3 separate regions of the Mus musculus genome follow, and regions 1 and 3 are each linked to region 2. The links are chromatin contacts, called in public HiChIP or PLAC-seq and Micro-C maps. All regions are on one chromosome and are shown on one strand. The core of a region is the stretch at or near the end of the contact, and the rest is flanking DNA. Distances in the headings are between cores, read along the strand shown. Region 1 overlaps Gm12596 (predicted gene 12596). Region 2 holds the start of Susd1 (sushi domain containing 1). Region 3 overlaps Hsdl2 (hydroxysteroid dehydrogenase like 2).

Region 1 (2,977 bases), core at 207-2,706, 170 kb before region 2:
TCCTAGGCCAGATGTCCTACAGGCCTGCCGAGGGGAAGAGTCCTTCATCCCATACTGAGCAGGTAAGATGAGAGGACTAGGACTTCTGAACAAGGCACCACTGCTCCAAGGATCCATATTTGTCCTCTCAAAGCTGTGTATCCAATGCTGTGATTAATAATCTTTATGTAAAGGACAGCAGAGACCTGAAGTAATGCTTACTCTTAGACGGAGACTTTTGAAACTCTCAGAGTTACTGGCTCCCAAATTGGGATTCACAGGTGTAACGCACTGTGCTACGTGGACTGTTTCTGAGTCAAGCTCTCTCCTAATCTAAGGTGACATCAGTGGGAACTGCTGCACTGCTTTATGTACCACGGAGACAGGAAAGCGTGCTGACCACTAAGCCTTATTTTTATAGTAAGATGCGTCAAGTTTAGAGAGGTTAAAATGAGGATCATGAAAAACAGTTGCATCCATGTTGTTAGGGCAAAATAACTATCTTTATAAAGAGCTTAAGTCAAGAATCTATACACAGTGATATCTCTCTCAATCAGTGTTAGATAGGAAGGTGAGTTATTCAGTGATCTTGTGTTTCATCTTAGCAGAAGGCTATATCCCAGGGTTTCACTGACTCATGGCAGAGTGACGTCTAGATCAACTCAATGATCTGGTTTCGAGGAGCTGAGTAGGTCAGAATAGAGTGAGATGTGAGTGCTCCACTTGCGTCCGAGGGAAGCCCTACAGGTCTGTTAGGGCAGGACAAGAGATCTGGAGCCCCTGAATTCTGCAAACAAAGCCTAGTAGGTAAAGTCTGGGTGAGAAACTCACTGATACTTTAACAACGAAGGTGTGAACGGGCAGAGTGACCAGTGGGGACGCGGTACTCACTGTCTAAGACAGAGTGTTTGTGTCCTTAAAGGTGTTGGCATGATGGAGAGGTTGCTCCACCCACCAGAAAAGGGAGAAAAAAAGGTTGCCATGGCAACTCCTTCCCTGTGAAGTTTTTTGAAGAGTGACATGCCCTTGTTCCTTTCTCAAAGCTATTCTTCTCTACTCTCCTTTCTCATTGCTCTTGATGCTACACTTTCCAATATTATAGTTAGGACCTGATCCGGAATGAGTGGCTAGGACTCCTAGTCTTTCACAAGGAGTGGAAGCCAGAGAAAGGACACAGCAGGAGACAGTAAGGTAGGCAACTCTCCTAAATGAAGAAGATGGCAGAAGCATTCCTTGGTGGGTTGGGGTTACATGATGCAGAAGGCATTCACCTACCTCAGAAAGTAGGACCCACCCACCCCTGACCTCTCCATGATGGCAGAACCTGTTTTAGATAGGCATAGAGGGAAAAGAGGATGTGGCTTGACTCTACACAAGCTGTGTTGAAGAGGGCAGTCACGGTGATAAGGGTGGTCTCAAAGGCTGTGGCTTCTGCGTCTTTTCAGTATCTGACTAGGGGGTTTCACGGTTCGGAAGGCTCAGGGAGGAGACCACGTATTTGTTAGTTTCCTGTTGGCTGGTCACTGTGGTTTGCCTGGATACATCATGTGTGAAGCATGCTCAACACTGACACACACACTCTCTCTCTCTCTCCCCACCCCCCACCTCCTTCCCCCTCTCTCTTGTAACAGAAAGGTACAATAAAGCCATTTAAAAAAAGGCTGGTTTGGGAGAAATCAAGAGTTTCATACTGCGCCTTTAGTGTCTATAGTAGTTGAATCTTTTTAAAAATGAGAGCAAAGACATAACTCACAATAGCAAGCAAACCATTTCAAAACAGAACTGCTGGATTCAAACCCAGTCTCAGGAAATGTCAGAATGCTTGCTTTCTCTAACAGTAGCTGACATCACATTTTGTCTGTAGAAGTCAAGACTCTCAAGCCGCAGGTCACTTCTGCCATGTGAAGGCCGGAAAATGACAACTTCCTATCTCTTGAGGCTTCTGACTAACCATGCGATTTTTAGATCCTCTTTGCAAGATACTCCATGAATGTCAAAGGCAGCCCCTTGCTTCGGCCGAGGCTAAGCACCATTCCTTTGCTTTTTGACTAGTTGGCATTATTGTGCATGCAAATATACAAAAACCTCACTGAAGTGGAAATTTCTGGGTTTTTTGGAAAGTCAGTTACATCAAATGATGTTTTGCTGAAACAGACACAGGTGAAAGGATGTCCTGCTGAAGCAGACACATGAAAGAATGTTTTGCTGAAGCAGACACAGGTGAAAGGATGTTTTGCTGAAGCAGACACAGGTGAAAGGATGTTTTGCTGAAGCAGACACAGGTGAAAGGATGTTTTGCTGAAGCAGACACAGGAAAGGATGAGTGATGTTTAGAAGAAATATAAATATGACCCCACAGACAGTGGGAGCTTGAGCATTGGTTCGCTTTACAGATGACACGCATATATTGGTTCACCTTACACTGCGTTGCTTAGCTTCACTTGTGGTGACTTCATAGAGAGAAATTCACCAGCTTCTTGCTGCTTCAGAGGACTCGGGCTGATTGGCAGACCTTGGGGTTGCTTCTGGATTGAACCGCCCTTGCTGAATTGTGAGGTGTCTGCTGAGTGGACCAGACTGCAGCTGCTGATTCGTGTTTGGTGTTTGCTAGGGGACTGGACTGAGAACAATGAAGATTGGAATTGCTCCAAAGAACTATTTCTAAGCAGGACTGCTTCCCCCTTATCCTAATAGCCTTTCTTTTCCACTACCTCTGGTGGATGGTGTGCTAGAGGGAAGGTCGAACCCTTATTAAAGTAGGTTGAGAAAAATATATGCCTACCCATCACCCTGATTTGGTTGGTTTCTTTGAGCTTTAACCAAAGGCACTCACCATGCACTGAGCATGCCTGCCCTCCTTTAGTGCTGGGGACAGTCTTCTACTTCATGGGCTTCCCTTTGCAAGATTTTCCTTTACCTTAAACACAAGTATTCTGGCCTACAATGTACTATGTAGCTTAGTTTCACCTCGGGCTTACAGCAGTCCTTCTGCCTCAGC
Region 2 (3,104 bases), core at 409-2,908:
CCCTCAGTGTCCTACAATGGCTCCTGGTGGCTTCTCACCAGGAAGGAACAGTTAAACCCAAACACCATGCTCTCTCTGCCAGTCAAGATGAGACTGACTCCCTCTTGCCAAATCCAGTCTGTTTTCTCATCTCTAGCCCCTTCTGTATTCTGCGTCCTGCTTTCCCACGCTATCCCCAGTCTGAAATCCATCCATTACTCTGTTGGGCTTTTCGTTTTGTTTGTTTGATCACAGTGTTTCACACTGTAGATTAAACTACTCTGGAACTCACTATGTAGCTCAGACTGGCCTGGAACTCACGGCAGGCAATCTTTCTACCTATCTCACACATTGGATTCCTTTTTACACACATTTCTAAAGACCTCTTACTATGGAATGGGGCACCCCTCCCCTTTTCCGAAATCCAAGGAACCGCTCAGCTTGTCTCATGCATAATGGCTGCCCAGTAAAACACAGTTGTCCTCTCCTCTGACCAGTACACCTTCTCAGAGCACTTGACACGTTCTGCTATTATGTGGGCAGACTTCGCCTCATTTTCCTGTTTGAATCCTCCGTGTCAGGTAAATCCCACCACGCTCACTGGTCCCAATTTGTCTAAAACACAGACTATTTGCCTGCCTCTCTCCTTGGGACTATGAACCACTAGAACGCCAACATTGCACGGTTACATCTGACCCAGGGAAGATATTAAAGGACTTTCTACGGATGGATGGATGGATGGATGGATGGATGGATGGATGGATGGATGGATGGATACACAAATGCATGGATAAACAGACTAAATAAACGAATGGATGAATGAACTAAAGGATAAACTCTTCCTATAAACTTCCTTATTCTTCTTTACATTCTTAACATTTAGTTCTTCGTGGAAGTGAAAAATAAGGAAAGGGACAGGTGGTGGTGGGAGAGCCACTACAGGTCAGGAATTTGTCCTGCAAAAGCCAGGGAGACTGGAAGCTGTAGAACCAGCGGCTCGCCCTCCCACATCCTCCACGCGGCGCACCGGTCCCCCAAACCCCCACCCGAGTCCAGTCCCCACCCCACCCCCACCCACTCCGGGAGACGCGAGTTGGAGCAGGGCCGCCTCCACTACACACCCCACAGTCCCCGGGGCGGGCAGTCTGGCGTGCTTCTCGCCGCTCCGCCTCCATGATCCTTCCACGCCCCGACTCTGCGCCTCCAGATCCGGAGCGCGAAGCGTCCTGCGCGCCGAGTACCCTGCACTCACCTTCCGTGCCAGGCTCTCCGCTGACGCCGCGGGCTAGGCTGAGCAGCAGCACGAGCCGCAGCAGCCGCTGCAACCCGCATCCTGGAGAGCGGCGCGTGCCCCGGGGACCCCGGCCCATGCCGCTGGCTCCCTCCCGGCGCCCGCCACTCCCCGGAGGCCCCTGTGCAAGGAGATAAGGCCAGAGGCGCGAGGAAGGGGCGGCGCAGAGGCTTCCGGCGCCGGGTTGCGCCGGTCCCGGCGGGGAGCAGGGTCCCAGGTCCCCGGATCTAGGTGCGCCTGGTGCACCGGCTGCGCGCGAGCTGAGCCACGGGGAGAAAGCGGACTGTGCTAGGGGGGAAACATCGCAGTGCAAGTGTGACTTGTGGAGACCAGAGAAGTGCAGTAGCCACAGGAAAGGGTCTCTGACTGGACGGGTCAGAGAGTTGGGAGGTGGTGGCCGCCCGCGCGGAGGGAAAGAAAGGAGAGGAAACTAGTCATGGGCCAGTTCACCCGGGGTGCACATGCTGGAACAGGTGACAAAACAAAAGTTCCAGCTACTTGCTGGACGACGCCCTCCTTGGCACGTTAGGAATCGAACGGGGAGAGACACGTGGTGAGAAAGACATGGAAGACAGGACAACCGTGTATTCTAGAAACCGAGGGACCGTTTTAAGGTGGGGACAAAAGGTTAGAGAAATATATGGCAGAGTTAAAGAACTCTGCTCTGAGAGTAGGGTCAGCATCAGGGCGTGAGGGGATCCGGGAAGGGGCAGGTGATCCTCTGAATTTTGGAGAGAATCAGAAATGGAGTGTTCAGGGACAGAGTCCACCACGTCTTAAGATTAGTGCAATATTAGAGAAAGGACAATATTAGATCAAGGAGAAACTGTGAATGTCGCTTAGATCTATGCTTTGGGTGGACTGTGGTGGGAGACTGGGGAGCAGAGGGTTAACGTGAGTTAGGAATTGGGGTTGAGGGAGGCTGAGGAAGGAAGATCAGTTTTGTCTGTGGGGCCCGCCCAAGTGCAGGGGGCACTCCCCACTTCAGCAGGTACCCTCATTTGCTTTCTCACCGGTGAACTAGCCCTACCTCTAAGGCAGGCAAATACACCCATATAAGGGCTGAACTTGGGCTGCCTTAGGAAGAAACCGTTAAAATAAACTTCCTAGTCTCTTGTAACAAGTTTTCTTGAAGATTATTTCTGTCCAACAAAGAAAGAAGCCTGCTTTGGGAAGTAGTAGAGCACCATGAAAGTGTGAACATGTCTCTAGGTGTTTGGGCAAAACCAGTCTCCAGGAACCCTCACAGGTCATTGCACAAATCCACTGTTCAAGACATTTTTAAAACAACCTTTATCTCTACTTCTCATGCCCTTCTGCAAAATAAATATGTATATATACTTTAAAAAAAAACATGATGCATGAAAAAACAACTATCCAAGACTTGGACATGGGAAGGAAAATTACTGGGTGTCTCTTTCAGCATGCATGGGAGTAAATGCTATCTAACCCACTTTCCGTGGATTATTCAATTCAAAAGTGTACTTTTATGAATGTCCTACTGACTAGGTTTGTTTGTGGCTTTATAAGAGTATACGTTAACTTAAATAACCCCGATGACAATATTATCAATCAGAGCTGTCTGTCTGTCTGTCTGTCTGGGGTCCTTTACCTGAATAGAAAGAAATCCTGAGACCACAATGGCAGTGCATGCCTTTAAGCCCAGCAGTCAGGAGGCAGAAGCAGAAGGATGTGAGTTCCAAGCACCTTGATCTACACTACAAGTTCCAGGATAGCCAGAACTACGTAGGGAGAGCCTGTCTCAAAATAACAAACAAAAAACTCTGAGACAAGCAGAGAGGCTTTTCTGGCTTTGGTGCCCTCTAGGTCATAG
Region 3 (3,311 bases), core at 118-2,617, 160 kb after region 2:
GTGATATTGATTGTATTTGATGTGTAAAGTTAAAAGTACGCTGAAAAAATTTTGTTTATATATAAATGTTCAAAAAAAAAAAAAAAAACGTATGCTGAAGAGGTCAGACAGGGAGGTGCTCGCCTTTAATCCCAGTACTTAGAAGGCAGAGGTAGGCTGATCTCTGAGTTCAGAGCAGCCTGGTCTACAGAGTTAGTTGCAAAACAGCCATGTTGTTTTTGAGACAGAAAAAAACCTGTCTCAAAAAACCAAAAGGAAGGAAAAGTGTTGAAATTGATAAGAGTTTTATATTTTGAAATAATAATAATAATAATAGGGGCTGGAGAGATGGCTCAAAGGTTAAGAGCACTAGCTGCTCTTCCAGAGGTTCTGAGTTCAAGTCCCAGCAACCACATGGTGGCTCACAACCATCTGTAATGGGATCCAATGCTCTCTTCTAGTGTGTCTGAAGACAAGGACAGTGTTCTCACATATGTAATATATATATATATATATATATATATATATATATATATATATTTATTTAAAAAATTAGATTCAGGCAGTGGTGACACACACCTTTAAATCCCAATATTCAAGAGGCAGAGGCAGGTGGATATCTGTGAGTTCGAGGTCAGCCTGGCCTACAGAGTGAGTTCCATAAAAACCAGGGAAACACAAAGAAACCCTGTCTCTAAAAACCAAAATTAATAAATAAAAATAAGCTATAAATAAATAAGTATGAAAAATAGCTGTCATGGGGGCAGATATGTATAATCTTAATACCCAGGAGACAGGTACAGTAAGAATGTTCCACATTCAAGGCTACCTGAACTACATGGTAAAGTCTAGGCCAATTTGACCTATGTAGTAAGACTATTGTCTCAAAAAGCAAAACAAAAAACCTCCAGTAATCAACATCAAACCTCTAAATTATATATTGCTTTCAAAGATACGTCGCACTTTGTAGTGGTAAAATAACTAGCACATGCAGTGGTACCCATAGCAACTTTCTACTTCATGTCCAGCATATGCACTATCTGAAGCATCTCATTTAAATCCTTGGATCAGTCCTAGAGGGCACTGGGTATTACCCATTTCATAGTAACAATTCTGAGAACTAGAAGGCTGTGACATACAAAGGGGCAGAAGCAGGACTTGAACCTATGACTGCCTCACTAGTATATTAACTGCTTCTGGAAATTGAGTGTGTGTTGGAGTGGGAGAATTTGGGACAGTAATGATTGAAGATATCCTCAGTTGAACTGAAAGCTAATATAGAAGAGGATTGTTGTTTTTTCCATCAAGCAGACATGAAGCATGATTTCAAAGCATGATTTCAGTTCCTTTTATTATCTTCGTTCTGAAAACAAAAGTACTCCACACATAAGTTATGCCAGCACATCACTGAGCAAGTTTAGTTACTCTGTAGAAGTCCTTTAAAGCAGAAGCTATTGAGTTGACTTGCGTTTCTTTCATTTTCAGATCCAAAGCATGTATTCCTTTTTTAAAAAAGAGCAAAGTAGGTCATATTCTCAATCTCAGCCCACCCCTGAACCTAAACCCACTGTGGTTCAAACAGCACTGTGGTAAGTGTTAGCCAAGGGGATATTTTGTCTGGCCTCAGTGAGAGAGGATGTGCCTAGCCCTGCAGAGACTTAATGTATGGGGATGGGGGTGGGGAATACTTAGGGGACACCCATGCTCTCACGGGAGAAGGGGATGGGGGAAGGATTGTGGGAGGGGTGACTTGGAGGGGGGCAGTGGGCAGGATGTAATGTGAATTAAAAAAAATCATCAGGGCAAAAACAAAAACAGAAAATTGGTTGTTTCTACCCAAAAATTAGTTTCTCAACTAAATCTTTGTGGTTTCTTTTAGCTTATACCATTGCCAAATATGGCATGTCTATGTGTGTGCTTGGGATGGCTGAAGAATTTAGAGGTGAAATTGCAGTCAATGCCTTATGGCCTAGAACAGGTTTGTACTTAATCATTTAATTAGATTTGTACCCCTCCTCTGTGCCATGCTCAAGCCCAGCGCCGTGGTCATATTAGGTGAGCTCTACCCGTGAGCTGGATCCCCAGCCCTATCACTGACTCTTGTGCAGTGTCTCAGGTCACCTGAATCTTTAGGGAAACAAGGCCAACTGTTTACTGTGCAGTGTAGCAGCCTTGCTGTCCATCTCCCCACTTTTACTTTTACTTTAGTGGCTGACTCTTTGGCAGCAGCCATGATGAGAGCATCACACTGGAATATACGGAGAGTCTCCTGAGAGCCAACAGAAGTGTTTTCAGCAAGTCCTGATAGATTTTTAGAGCAAAAGGCTTATTAAAGAAGTGGTAGTTGTAGGTGGGTATGTGAACATGCCTGTAGTCCCAGCTACACTGGAGGCTGAGGCAGAAGGATCACTTGAGCACAGGGGTTCAAGTTAGTACGCCAGAAGGTAGCAGTGCTTGTAAAAACAAAGCAAAATCAGGGAAATAGCATGTCTCTAACACTGGAGAGAGATGCTTTTAACAAGTATTTGTTTGTTTATTACTTTTTAAGACAGAATCTCTTTACTATATAGCTCTGGCTTTTGTAGAACACACCTTGTAGATCAGGCTGGCTTCAAAGTCGCAGAGATCCACCTGCCTCTGTCTCTGAGTGCTAGGATTAAAAGGGTGCACCACCACACCCAGCCGGGTTTTAACTTCTAACAGGGTAGAAAGGTTTCACCTTTTTGAGAATGTGGCTTTTGAGCATAGAGTTGGATGTGATTGGAGTTAGCCTTGCTACTGAGAGAAAAGTGCTCACAGTTGCAGCCTGTGCAAAGATCCTGTGGATGGAAATGCCTGGTGTAGGGATCCAAGAACAGGGAGAAGTACAGTGTATCGGAAGTAAGAAAGAGTAGTAAAAGATGTGCTGATATCAATGAGGAAATGGAAGCCGGACAGGGGACTCTGCTCAGTGAAGGGAGAACCTAGATTCTGAAGAAGCAAAAGGAAAAACCACTTAGAGGAAACTGAAATAAGTCACTGATGCTGGTGGCCATGACCAGGATGGTAGCAGTAAAAGTGGGGAGAGGTCTGGTGCTGAGGTAATCCTGAGGTAGCACCAGCAGGATCTACTGGTGGATTGGCTATGATAGGAGAGAGATAAGACAGCGTCCGTGATGACTGCAAGACTGGAGTAACCAGAGCAGTGAGTTACATGACTGAGATGACGATAGCTATAGATGGAGCAAGATTAGAACTTAACTACAGACATCGGAGCATCGAGGTAGAGACTGATGGTCGGCAACTGAGCTTATGAGTCTGAGGGTTAGCTATAAGCCCTTGTGGATAATCAG

Evidence for each region. Hi-C and Micro-C count contacts between places; a contact is called where the count stands out from the background. HiChIP or PLAC-seq counts read pairs in DNA pulled down with a chosen protein or histone mark.
Region 1: a contact with region 2 is called in a Micro-C map of the G1E-ER4 cell line. The contact joins the enhancer-like site here to the promoter of Susd1 in region 2. A contact is called at or near these places in 2 of 484 Hi-C or Micro-C datasets (CD4 T cells and the G1E-ER4 cell line), 4 of 115 datasets of contacts at active chromatin or transcription factors (the 230-238 cell line, CD8 T cells, the HPC-7 cell line and 1 more) and 1 of 9 other capture datasets (adipose tissue).
Region 3: an H3K4me3 HiChIP or PLAC-seq map of bone marrow-derived macrophages shows a contact between it and region 2, with 2.4 times the contacts expected there. The contact joins the enhancer-like site here to the promoter of Susd1 in region 2. A contact is called at or near these places in 4 of 39 promoter capture datasets (embryonic stem cells, liver and pre-B cells), 5 of 484 Hi-C or Micro-C datasets (B cells, embryonic stem cells and granulocyte-monocyte progenitors), 9 of 115 datasets of contacts at active chromatin or transcription factors (the 230-238 cell line, the HPC-7 cell line, the SCID.adh cell line and 4 more) and 2 of 9 other capture datasets (adipose tissue and liver).

What each region holds. Positions count from the first base shown.
Region 1 is chr4:59,263,940-59,266,916 of GRCm38.p6, forward strand. The region is part of intron 3 of Gm12596 (predicted gene 12596); the gene reads left to right. Among named protein-coding and RNA genes, the nearest start is that of Gm12596, 5.4 kb to the left of the region's middle. Within about 2 kb of position 1,457, at least 77 of the 459 cell types and tissues checked have an H3K27ac peak or open chromatin away from gene starts, as enhancers often do. A contact at or near this core is called in the 230-238 cell line, CD8 T cells, the G1E-ER4 cell line and 2 more, where this site is marked.
Region 2 is chr4:59,436,975-59,440,078 of GRCm38.p6, forward strand. Susd1 (sushi domain containing 1) reads right to left here and starts at 1,659. Exons shown (of 17, transcript NM_001163288.2): 1 at 1,232-1,659. The coding sequence starts at 1,349.
Region 3 is chr4:59,595,399-59,598,709 of GRCm38.p6, forward strand. It overlaps Hsdl2 (hydroxysteroid dehydrogenase like 2), which reads left to right. Exons shown (of 11, transcript NM_024255.3): 5 at 1,465-1,568; 6 at 1,859-1,957. Among named protein-coding and RNA genes, the nearest start is that of Hsdl2, 15 kb to the left of the region's middle. Within about 2 kb of position 1,368, at least 18 of the 459 cell types and tissues checked have an H3K27ac peak or open chromatin away from gene starts, as enhancers often do. A contact at or near this core is called in B cells and bone marrow-derived macrophages, where this site is marked.